Regions from separate parts of the Zea mays genome. Here region 1 is linked to region 2. Evidence: chromatin contacts called from public Hi-C data. All regions are on one chromosome and are shown on one strand. The core of a region is the stretch at or near the end of the contact, and the rest is flanking DNA. Distances in the headings are between cores, read along the strand shown. Region 1 holds the start of ZCN14 (ZCN14 protein). Region 2 has its middle 18 kb from the start of LOC111590015.

Evidence for each region. A called contact is a pair of places that touch in the nucleus more often than the background predicts.
Region 1: a Hi-C map of leaf shows a contact between it and region 2, with 4 times the contacts expected there. The contact joins the promoter of ZCN14 here to the enhancer-like site in region 2. A contact is called at or near these places in 4 of 25 Hi-C or Micro-C datasets (ear, leaf and tassel).

What each region holds. Positions count from the first base shown.
Region 1 is chr8:25,985,016-25,989,822 of Zm-B73-REFERENCE-NAM-5.0, forward strand. It overlaps ZCN14 (ZCN14 protein), which reads left to right and starts at 2,528. Exons shown (of 4, transcript NM_001112780.2): 1 at 2,528-2,907; 2 at 3,061-3,122. The coding sequence starts at 2,713.
Region 2 is chr8:25,814,404-25,819,517 of Zm-B73-REFERENCE-NAM-5.0, forward strand. No RefSeq gene overlaps it. Among protein-coding and RNA genes, the nearest start is that of LOC111590015, 18 kb to the left of the region's middle. Within about 2 kb of position 3,693, at least 7 of the 20 cell types and tissues checked have an H3K27ac peak or open chromatin away from gene starts, as enhancers often do. A contact at or near this core is called in leaf, where this site is marked.

The DNA of each region.
Region 1 (4,807 bases), core at 1,278-3,777, 170 kb after region 2:
CAATGCTAATATTATTTTCACTCGCGAGCTGCTAAAGAAAAGCGCCAGTGATAATAATGTTTCCACAGGCGTTTTCTTAAGCAGCCCGCCAGTGAAAATTCAGTTTTGTTTGAAAATTTGAAAAAAGGCAGGAAACTTATACTGGCGGGCAGCTAAAGAAAACCGCCAGTGATAATAATCTTTCCACTGGCGGTGTCTTAAGCAGTCCGCCTGTGAAAATGATGTTTCCACATGCAGTTTCTTAAGTAAACCGCCAGTGCTAAATATATTTACACTGGCAGGCTACTTAAGAAAACCGACAGTGCTAATAATATCAGCACTGGCGGTTTTCTTAAGAAACCGCATGTGGAGACAACATTTTCATAGGCGGGCTGCTTAAGACACCGCCAGTGCTAATGATATTTACACTGGCGGGCTGCTAAAGAAAACCGTCAGTGCTAATAGCATTGGTGGTTTTCTTAAGAAACCGCATGTGGAGACAATATTTTTTCATAGGCGGGGCTGCTTAAGACACCGCCAGTGATAATAATATTTCCACATGCGGTTTCTTAAGCAAACCGCCAGTGCTAATGATATTTACACTGGCGGGCTGCTAAATAAAACCGTCAGTGCTAAAGATATTTACACTGACGGCTGACGAACAACCGCCTGTGAAAAAGCCCGATTTCTACTGGCACCTAGCACTGGCGGCACTGAAAAACGCCAGTGCAAATAGCTTTAGGACCGCCACTATAGAGCTTCTGTGTACTAGTGCTGCCTTATTCCCTCCACCACCCGGCCTTGTCACGCTCGTTGTCGAGTACTAGAAAATCTTGTGTGTTGTTGACGTTATTTGGCTCATTCTTGAGCTTTTCTGAACGAACCAGTGGACTGCTCGTCCACGGCTCGATCGGCGTAATTAGAGATGTTGTAACGGGTCACGTCTACAACCTAGTCTAATTAGGATAAAAGTGCACACTGAACACATGATTAGCGCATGTCACCCAATAATAACCTCGATCGTTCGCCCTCCACCGGAATCGAAGCCAGGACAGGACAGGCACCGCAGGAGATCGACACGTCAACCCATCTTGTTTTTTCTACGACCGCTATTATTATTTACCACTTGCTTACTTAGTACTTACTGTGCGGTGCGGGGTAATTGGTAAACGGGTGTCGACGTCCCGGGCGCGTACGTCGTGTTGCGGTTACTGTTACCGCGCCGTGGTCGTGGTGGGCCAGCAAAGTCTGGCGGGCGGCCAATGGGAACTCGACAGAGCGGGGGAGACATGACGGGGCTGATAGCTGTACGTCCTCCAATCCCATGCACCCGGCCACCCATCCGCTCCGCTGTCTCGTCAGCCGTCAGCTACCTCTCTAGCTGCTCGCTCCTCAAGCAGTCAAGCTTCTCAATGGAACAGTATCTATCTATCCCTACAGTGGGCAGTGGTGCCATACATGGCCAAAAGTTTTAGCAGTATATGACACCAAAGAGCAAGTTTAATAATATAGCTAATGACAGGTTTTATGATATTAATATGTCGTATATAGTTAACTAAATACCTACTCATATAATAACTCTCCATAGAGACAAACTATTGTAGAAACCGTAGTCGAATTAAAGCTGCAGCAAGCCGCAACCGAACATAGAAGCTACCTATTTTCTCTCTCTCTCCACTCCTCTTGTTTTTATGTCACCATAAATCTGACGTGATATCTCTTATACTTCGTTTATATCAATTTATTATACTTGCTCTAACACCTAGTATTGTCGGTGCCTATCTATACAGTCAAAAAAATATGAAATAGTGTAAAGATTACAAATATAATGTAAAAATATAAATATTTATACCAATATAGACCGGATCTATCATATTTAAAATTATAAGAAATCATAATTCATAATCACATGTACACAACATAAATCACCTTTACATACCATCGGTTAGTCTAAGCATGTTGTCGTGTTGTGTTCGTGCTAGGCGGCTAGGCCATTGTGATGGGGTGACAACCTCGATACGACATTGGATCTTTTACTGTATTGACACATATGTACTATGTGAATCGTGTAGTATCATGCTACAACAGTATGAATCGTGTTGTATTTAGTGTCGACTTATTTAGCACGACTCATTGGACCATCTATAAGCGGGGGTGGAGAAGAGAATTTGTTTTGACTGATGGGTTATGTATTAAAAAAAATTAGCTGGCTAAAAACTAACAGATACTAGCTACTCCTTACTAATCCTGGGCAGGGCAGGAGGAGGGGCCGGGGGCCCCCTCCCTTTCCTAGACGAGCTAGCAAACAGCGGTCAGCAGCAGGGACAGTCCATTTCCGTCTGACCCGCCCGCGGCCGTTCCCCCACCCCGCCTTTCCTTGCACCCACCCAGCAAGCAGAGCCCACCGGATGGACGGACGCCCCGCGCGCCGGCCGGCCGGTCGATTCCCCCACTCCACTCGCCGCCCGCGGCTGGGCTGCGCTGCGCATCGACGACGGACGACGACACAATCACCCCCACCCCCCGTCCAATCAGCAGCGGACGAGGGACGACCACGGCCCCCCGTCTGCCGCACGCGCGCCCGCTCTGCCAGCTGCTGCTACTACTGCTAAACCTCGCCCACCAGTCGCGTGAGGAAATAGCAACCTGCTGAGCTCGCTCGTTCGCTCGCTCGCCTGCCTTCTTCCCTGGGCAAGCTAGCTAGCTAGGATCGAGGAGGAGCTCTGCCCGGCCATGCAGCGTGGGGATCCGCTGGTGGTGGGCCGCATCATCGGCGACGTGGTGGACCCCTTCGTGCGCCGGGTGCCGCTCCGCGTCGCCTACGCCGCGCGCGAGGTCTCCAACGGCTGCGAGCTCAGGCCCTCCGCCATCGCCGACCAGCCGCGCGTCGAGGTCGGCGGACCCGACATGCGCACCTTCTACACCCTCGTACGTAACAGTCCGTTCACTCGATCTTCTCATTATATTCATCCACTGCATCCCTACTATAGACAGACAGTACATGCGTGCGTGTTGTACACGATTCCAAGCCATCAGCCAGCTTAAACCGCATGCCTGAATCTGACTAATTCTGATCTGCAGGTGATGGTAGATCCTGATGCGCCGAGCCCCAGCGATCCCAACCTCAGGGAGTACCTGCACTGGTAATCTACTACTACTAGTAGCTAGCTAGCCGCATATCCGTTTCCATCCACGTACTAGTCTACAAAACAAACTGCATGCTTCGCTGCTTTGCTTCTCTGCAGCAAGCATGACCTTAGAATAAACGATCTCGGTACATATATAATTATCTATTTATCAGTCTAAGCTATTTTAAATCTTACTACATATTTTTTTGAAATGAACCTATATTCTTAATCGTATATAAAGTAAGCATAATTACATACTCATATACTTTATATGCACTTGCATATTTGATCATACTATTGTAGATAATTTAGTTTGACCATATACTTTATTTATATGTACTACATGGAGACATATATATATATATATATATATATATATATATATATATATATATCATAAATGTACATATATAAGAAACTATTTCTTAAAAATGCAAAATATTTTTCATATATACATACATATATACATTGCATATGGTAACACACGTACTGTCCACTTCCCGTCTCTTTCAGCATGCTACAACACACGTACTGTCAGGATCTTGTCTACATTCTCCACCTCGTACGGTAGGTAGTACTGTGTACTAGCATGATATAAATAAACTAATCCAGAGTCCACCAGCCTCCCTTTCCAGTTCTAGAGATCAATAATATATGCAAGCAAACTACTATTTAGTTGTGAATGACATTAGATATCTACCTGGGCGCATTTGTAGAAACATTATCCCGATTAAGAGTAAAGATGTTACTAACTGCCCTGATCACAGATACAATATCAAATATCTATTCGACTTGTTCTTCGCGCTATATATGTGTAGTTAGTTATTACCTCCATTCTCGAATATTTGTCGCTGGCTAGTTCATTTTTCAACTAAAACGGGACAAATAAAAAAGAACGGATTAGAATGTTAGTTTCTGCAATTTCAAATATTTGTACAGAACTGTGGAAGATATAGACGCATGTTACAACCACATGATCTGATGTATTACTAGCTAGCTTTTAAGGCACACAATAGCAACCATGCCTTTTATTTTCCCAGGCAAATTATTTGAGATGGTAACTCATTCCAGACATCTTTTAGGCTAGTCGTATGCATTAGATTTAGTTAACACCAATACCCATATACCATCTGTGTAGAAAAAATGAAGTAGATAATCTGTAGATGCACCAATATCATAACGTACGTACGTGTCCGCCATCCATAATTCTTTGGAAACATCAAATTCCTAAACCATGAGTAGCCGTATAAGAGCATCACCATATCATATATCTATCTGGTCTCCTATATTAAAAAAATATTACCTCCGTTCTCGAATATTTGTCGCCCGCTAGTTTATTTTTAAACTAAAACGTGACAAATAAAAAAATGGATGGAGTAACATTTTAGAAGAGGGTGTGCATTTTAAAAGAGGAGGCACTACAAAAGATCTTCTATCTTATTTCCTATATCTATAATTTTAAGAGATATATACATTATTTCTCCTAAATAAAAGAAACGACCCTCCCTTATCTATCCCGGCCTAAAGAAATATAGGAAGCGAATTTTAGGAAATCTACTACAATAGTGCCCTCTTAACTCTTATCCTAAATTAATTTTAAGATACTCTTTTAAAATAATGTATTTGAGATGTGATATAAGTGTGTGTGCTTTAGGAACCACATGGGATAGTTAACCTCTATCCTAGTTTTTTAGTTGGGT
Region 2 (5,114 bases), core at 2,443-4,942:
TGTTTGTTTGTAATGCTACGACTAGCGTGAGGACACGTGTCATCTGAAGAGCAAGTTGGTACCTGGAATCTCAAGTCCCAGGCAAGTTGTGCCCTTGACCACTTTTTACCCAATAATGTTCTTTAATATCATTTATTCATGCATAAGTTAATTTTGATGGGACCCAATAGGTTACCCTAGATTGTTTATCTCATTACCTTGTTTACCCCTGAATCACTTGGGTAGTTTGCTATTGCTTTACATGGATTTGGGATAATTATTTATCATATCTATGTTCCAGTTATTTTGTTATTCTATTTATGTTCATGTCAAGATCATTAATGTTAATTGGAACATAGAGCTTAACTTGAGAAACACGTGCCACCACAAGGGTTTATGGACGCCCTTGGCTGATTAATTAGGAAAGCTAGTGGAGGACTACCTTACCCGAAAGGGGCAAGGGCAGTAGGGGAGTGGTCAGTGTAGGGAGGTCCTTGGTTGATTTTGCTGCGATGGCGGTCAGGCAAGAACCCTGCATTGGAGCTTCCTATAAACTGTAGCGGGTTTTCTGAAGCTAGTGGAACTTTGTAAAGGCCTCGTAGTGTTACCCTGTCTCGCCTCCTCGGTAGAGGTGTATGGGAAGTCGCGATCCCTTGGCAGATGGGTAACATGACTTGTGGGTAAAGGGTACCACCTCTGCAGAGTGTAAAACCGGTATACTAGCCGAGCTCACGGTCATGAGCAGCTCAGGACTCTCTGATGATTAAATTATGGAACTAAATTCAATTTGTCATATGCATTGCATCGCAGGTGATGTTGTTACTTTTGTTCTACTACTTAATTGGGTTGGTATTTACTTATACTTAGTAAGTGCTAATAAAATTTTGACCAACTTTAAAAGCAATGCTCAGCTCTAACCATCATCTTTGGTAAGCCTTACACTTCACGTGAGCTCCCACCTTTGGCGAGTTCATGCACATTATTCCCCACAACTTGTTGAGCGATGAACGTATGTGAGCTCACTCTTGCTGTCTCACCCCCCCACAGGTCAAGAACAGGTACCACAGGATGAGGCGCATGGAGGATGCTGCGATGAGTTCGTGAGAGAGATCTAGGCCGTCGTCTCCCAGTCAACTTTGGGTTGCTGGACCGTTGTCTCCTTATAATGTAATTATTTATTTTGTATAGAAATCCTATTATATAGTAAAGATGTGACATTCGATCATGTGCCATGATTCATCATATGTGTGAGACTTGGTCCCAGCGCACCTGGTGATTATGTTCGCACCCGGGTCTTGGTGCCCCGAAATCCGGGTGTCACATTAATCTGGATTAAAAATGTGTTGAATCTGAACGAAAAAATATGTATTGAGAATCACGTGACATGCATGCTTAAATTTCTGGAGAGATACAATGACATGTTCTATACTTAAACTTTGTTGGTTTTTTTTGGCTTTTGTTGGTTTTCAAGTTTGGGATTTAATCCACATGGAATAAACGAACAAACATAGTTGATTGGGTTTTAGGATATAATCCATATGAAACAAACAAACAAAGATTGGCGGATTGAGTTTAGGGATTTAATCCCACAAGGGATTGGATGAAAGACTTAGATTCATCCAATCCATATGTGGAGAAAAACCAGCCTAAGAAAAAAATACCAAACTGTCGAACAAAGCCTAATTGGGCTGGGTCTTTTGTTCCCATAAGGCTTTGAGCCCTAAAGTGTTTAGGGGCTGGCAGCTCTCGCGATGCGAGCCTAATAAGGACTCTTTGAGACCCCAGGCTAGTAGAGATCTACGAGTGTCTCCGGATTTCTAAGAAGAGGATTCTAGCCTCACAATCTACTCTGATTTTATGTCTTCTAAACTAGTCTAACGGAATGAATTTCAAAAGATTCATCGTAAGGCTATACATCTCATCATCGGGGGAGCCAAGAGGCATCATGACAACTAGGTCCCCGGAGTGGCCGAGCGTAAGGGGAGAATTGAACCCGGCTAAAGATGAGCGATCCATTGTGGTAGAGTAGATTCATACTGTGATTAAGAGTTGTCGGTTAGCTTTGTCTCTAGCTTGGAAGCCAAACGAGTAAATGAGAATACACGCATAGGCGTAAAGTATGAATCGAAAGATTTGGTTGAGCAATTGGCCCAAAACTTCCATCGAAACAAACATAAACCAAACATGCTCCTAGACTACAACCGTGAGTATGTGTTCTTGTCCTTAACTGGGTGTTTTTATCCAACTTTTTTTGCATTTTAGCCCTTTTGGGGTTTTTTTGCACAATTATGCCCTTTTTAGTTTCATTTCAAAAAATGGACCCTAACCTCGGCGTCGTCATCATTGGCGCCAAGGTAACACATAGTGGCGCCAACTTTTCCTACGTGGCAGCCGATGTGGCAAGTCTCAGGGGGTCGGCGCCATAGATCTTGGTGCCGACCCCCCTGGATAGCACCGGACCCCACCGTCAAGGGGGGTCGGCGCCAAGATCTATGGCGCCGACCCCCTGGGACTTGCCACATCGGCTGTCACGTAGGAAAAGTTGGCGTCAATGGTACTGACGTCGATGTGCGTTACCTCGGCGCCAATGATGATGGCGCCGAGGTTGGGGTCCATTTTTTGAAATGAAACTGCAAAGAGTATAGTTGTGCAAAAAAAAAGTAAAAATGGCTAAAATCCAAAAAAGTTGGTGTTTTTATCGTTTTTTAAGGTAATAGGACTGTTTTGCATTGGACATCTACGAAATACTAATTTTCAGACGTCCAACTTTAGAAAAAGAAAATAATCCCCATTATTGTTGTCAGTATCAAAAGTGTCATGGAGCTTATTTTGGGGATTGTTTGTCGAAATTCTCGGGAACAAAACCCACCAACCTGTTCTGTTTCCTTTCTGTTCTCCCTCGTAAGTTCATCAGTCCTCATTCCCGTTTATATTATTACGCAGCTTAACAGTGGAACCTAAGTTGGATGCATGGATGAAGATATCTAGAACGTACGTGTGACCAATCGCATGCTCCGTAAGTATGGATGATAATGAGTTTTAAATTTTACACTATAAAAATTAAGGATCGAATTAAATTAGGATGGAACCTTATTTTTGTTCATTTTAACTAATATTTATTTAGAGTCCTACTATTTTTTGTTAAGAAATGTTTCCATTACCACATTTACCTGTACGCTACATCTTCTCATCTCGTAGAATTTTCAGTTTATCACGCCGATATATGCCATGCCCCTCTCTCTTTACTCCCTATTTGATCACTGAGCTCAAATTTACGCAGGTCAGAACAGCAGTACCAATCGATCCTCGACGGATTTCGGGTGTGACTAGTCTGCAGCACTGTCTCTCTCACCTTATCTTAGAGTCATCTGGTCTTTTTCAGAAACTGGATATGCCGCCCATTGATGCTGACTGATTCCAGTAATGGCGCAGTACTTATATAGTGGTTTGGCAGGTAAAAAAAATACTCCTATGTCAGTATACATCAATCCCTGCTTTCTTCTGACCTCGGCAAAGAGACTGCAACGAGGTTTGACAGGCTCCGTTTTTTCTCCCTCTCTAACTTTCACTGTCACTAGAGGTGCTGTCGTGATCTATAATCCTCATGATTCTCTGAATGTGCTGTCGCAGTCAGGTCCTGACCTCCATGAGAAGGCATGGGCTTGGGGCCTACTGAAGAAGGTGACGCTCTCCGAGACTGCAGACTAAATATCACAGCCAGAGATGAGCACTGCACGTTCAGATTTCGGAGTAACGGTGTGTCCTCAGGGTGCAGATGCAGTCCTAGTCTTCAGGGACTTATTACGTGATGGCACTATTACTGTCTGAATGTGATGGCATAACAGTAGCCAGCTCTCATTCCCATCCTGTAACCTGACAATTTCCATCCGGATATCAGGTCAGAGCGAGGCAAACCTTCTCCACTATTCACGGCTAGGTAAACGATCAACCAATCTGTGCGCTCTTGTTGTTGCGGACTTGCTCCTCTGGTGTTCTTGTGCTGTGTTGGTGGCCGAAGCCTGACAACAAAATCATTGGAGTCGGCTCCACTAACCATCATCTAAGTACACTAGCTACCAGAATTATTATTATTATCACTAAGTATAGATAAAACAGTGAAGATCTGTTAATCCCCTCCCCTCGGACAAAGCATCCAAAACACATGAAAAGATGATAGGGTTGAGAATAAATCCTCAGCAAACAAACTGTCTAAACATGTCGTTCAAACTAAAATTTAACTAGACTTCGATTTGATCATACTATACCTCCGTTCACAAATATATGACACCATTGATTTTTTTTCGAAAACACCACTCATCTTATTCAAAATATTTATTCAAAAATGTAAAATTTTAAGTTAAGCACAAACTACCTTAAGTGATAAAATAAATCACAACAAAATAAATGATAACTCATTATTTTTTTGAATTAAACGAGTGGTCAAAGTTTTTTTAAAAAGACAACGGTGTCATATATTTATGAAAGGAGGGAGTAGAAGAATACATGTCATGACGATAAACAAATTTTGTGATAAAAATTATTAGTCCGACAAAATTCTCATCAAGAGATTAAGAACAAGATATAAAAAAAAACTAAACCACTTCTACATATAAATATAATAATGACCTCGTATAAATGAAAGCAATGCTTCTGGTATCCACTTTATGCCAATATAAATATTTAAATAAATAAACCTCAAAAAGGCTAATGCAATGCATATGCATATATCCAACAAGGTATGAAGCGACATCATACCTCTCTTTCGAGCAATATTCAATAATGTATGTGCGGTATGGTTGCAGCCAACAAGCAGCGGCATAATCCGTAAGAGCACTCTGGAATGATCATATAAATTTCTCACCGACTTGTCTCAAAAGTACTTTGAATAATTGTTTAACTTGTTCATCGACTTGGTTCAATGCATATGCTCATAACAAGAATGCACATGATATAACGATATGGTGCAACTGTATGCATATATACTTACCTCATGTGCCATATTTGTATTCTAACATACCACTTGCCTCATGATGGTAGCCATAGGACAAATGATTCAAAAGTAAAAATATATAAAACTACTTAAAAGGGTAGTTAGGTATATAAAAATATATAAAACTACTTTAGAGGAGATGGTC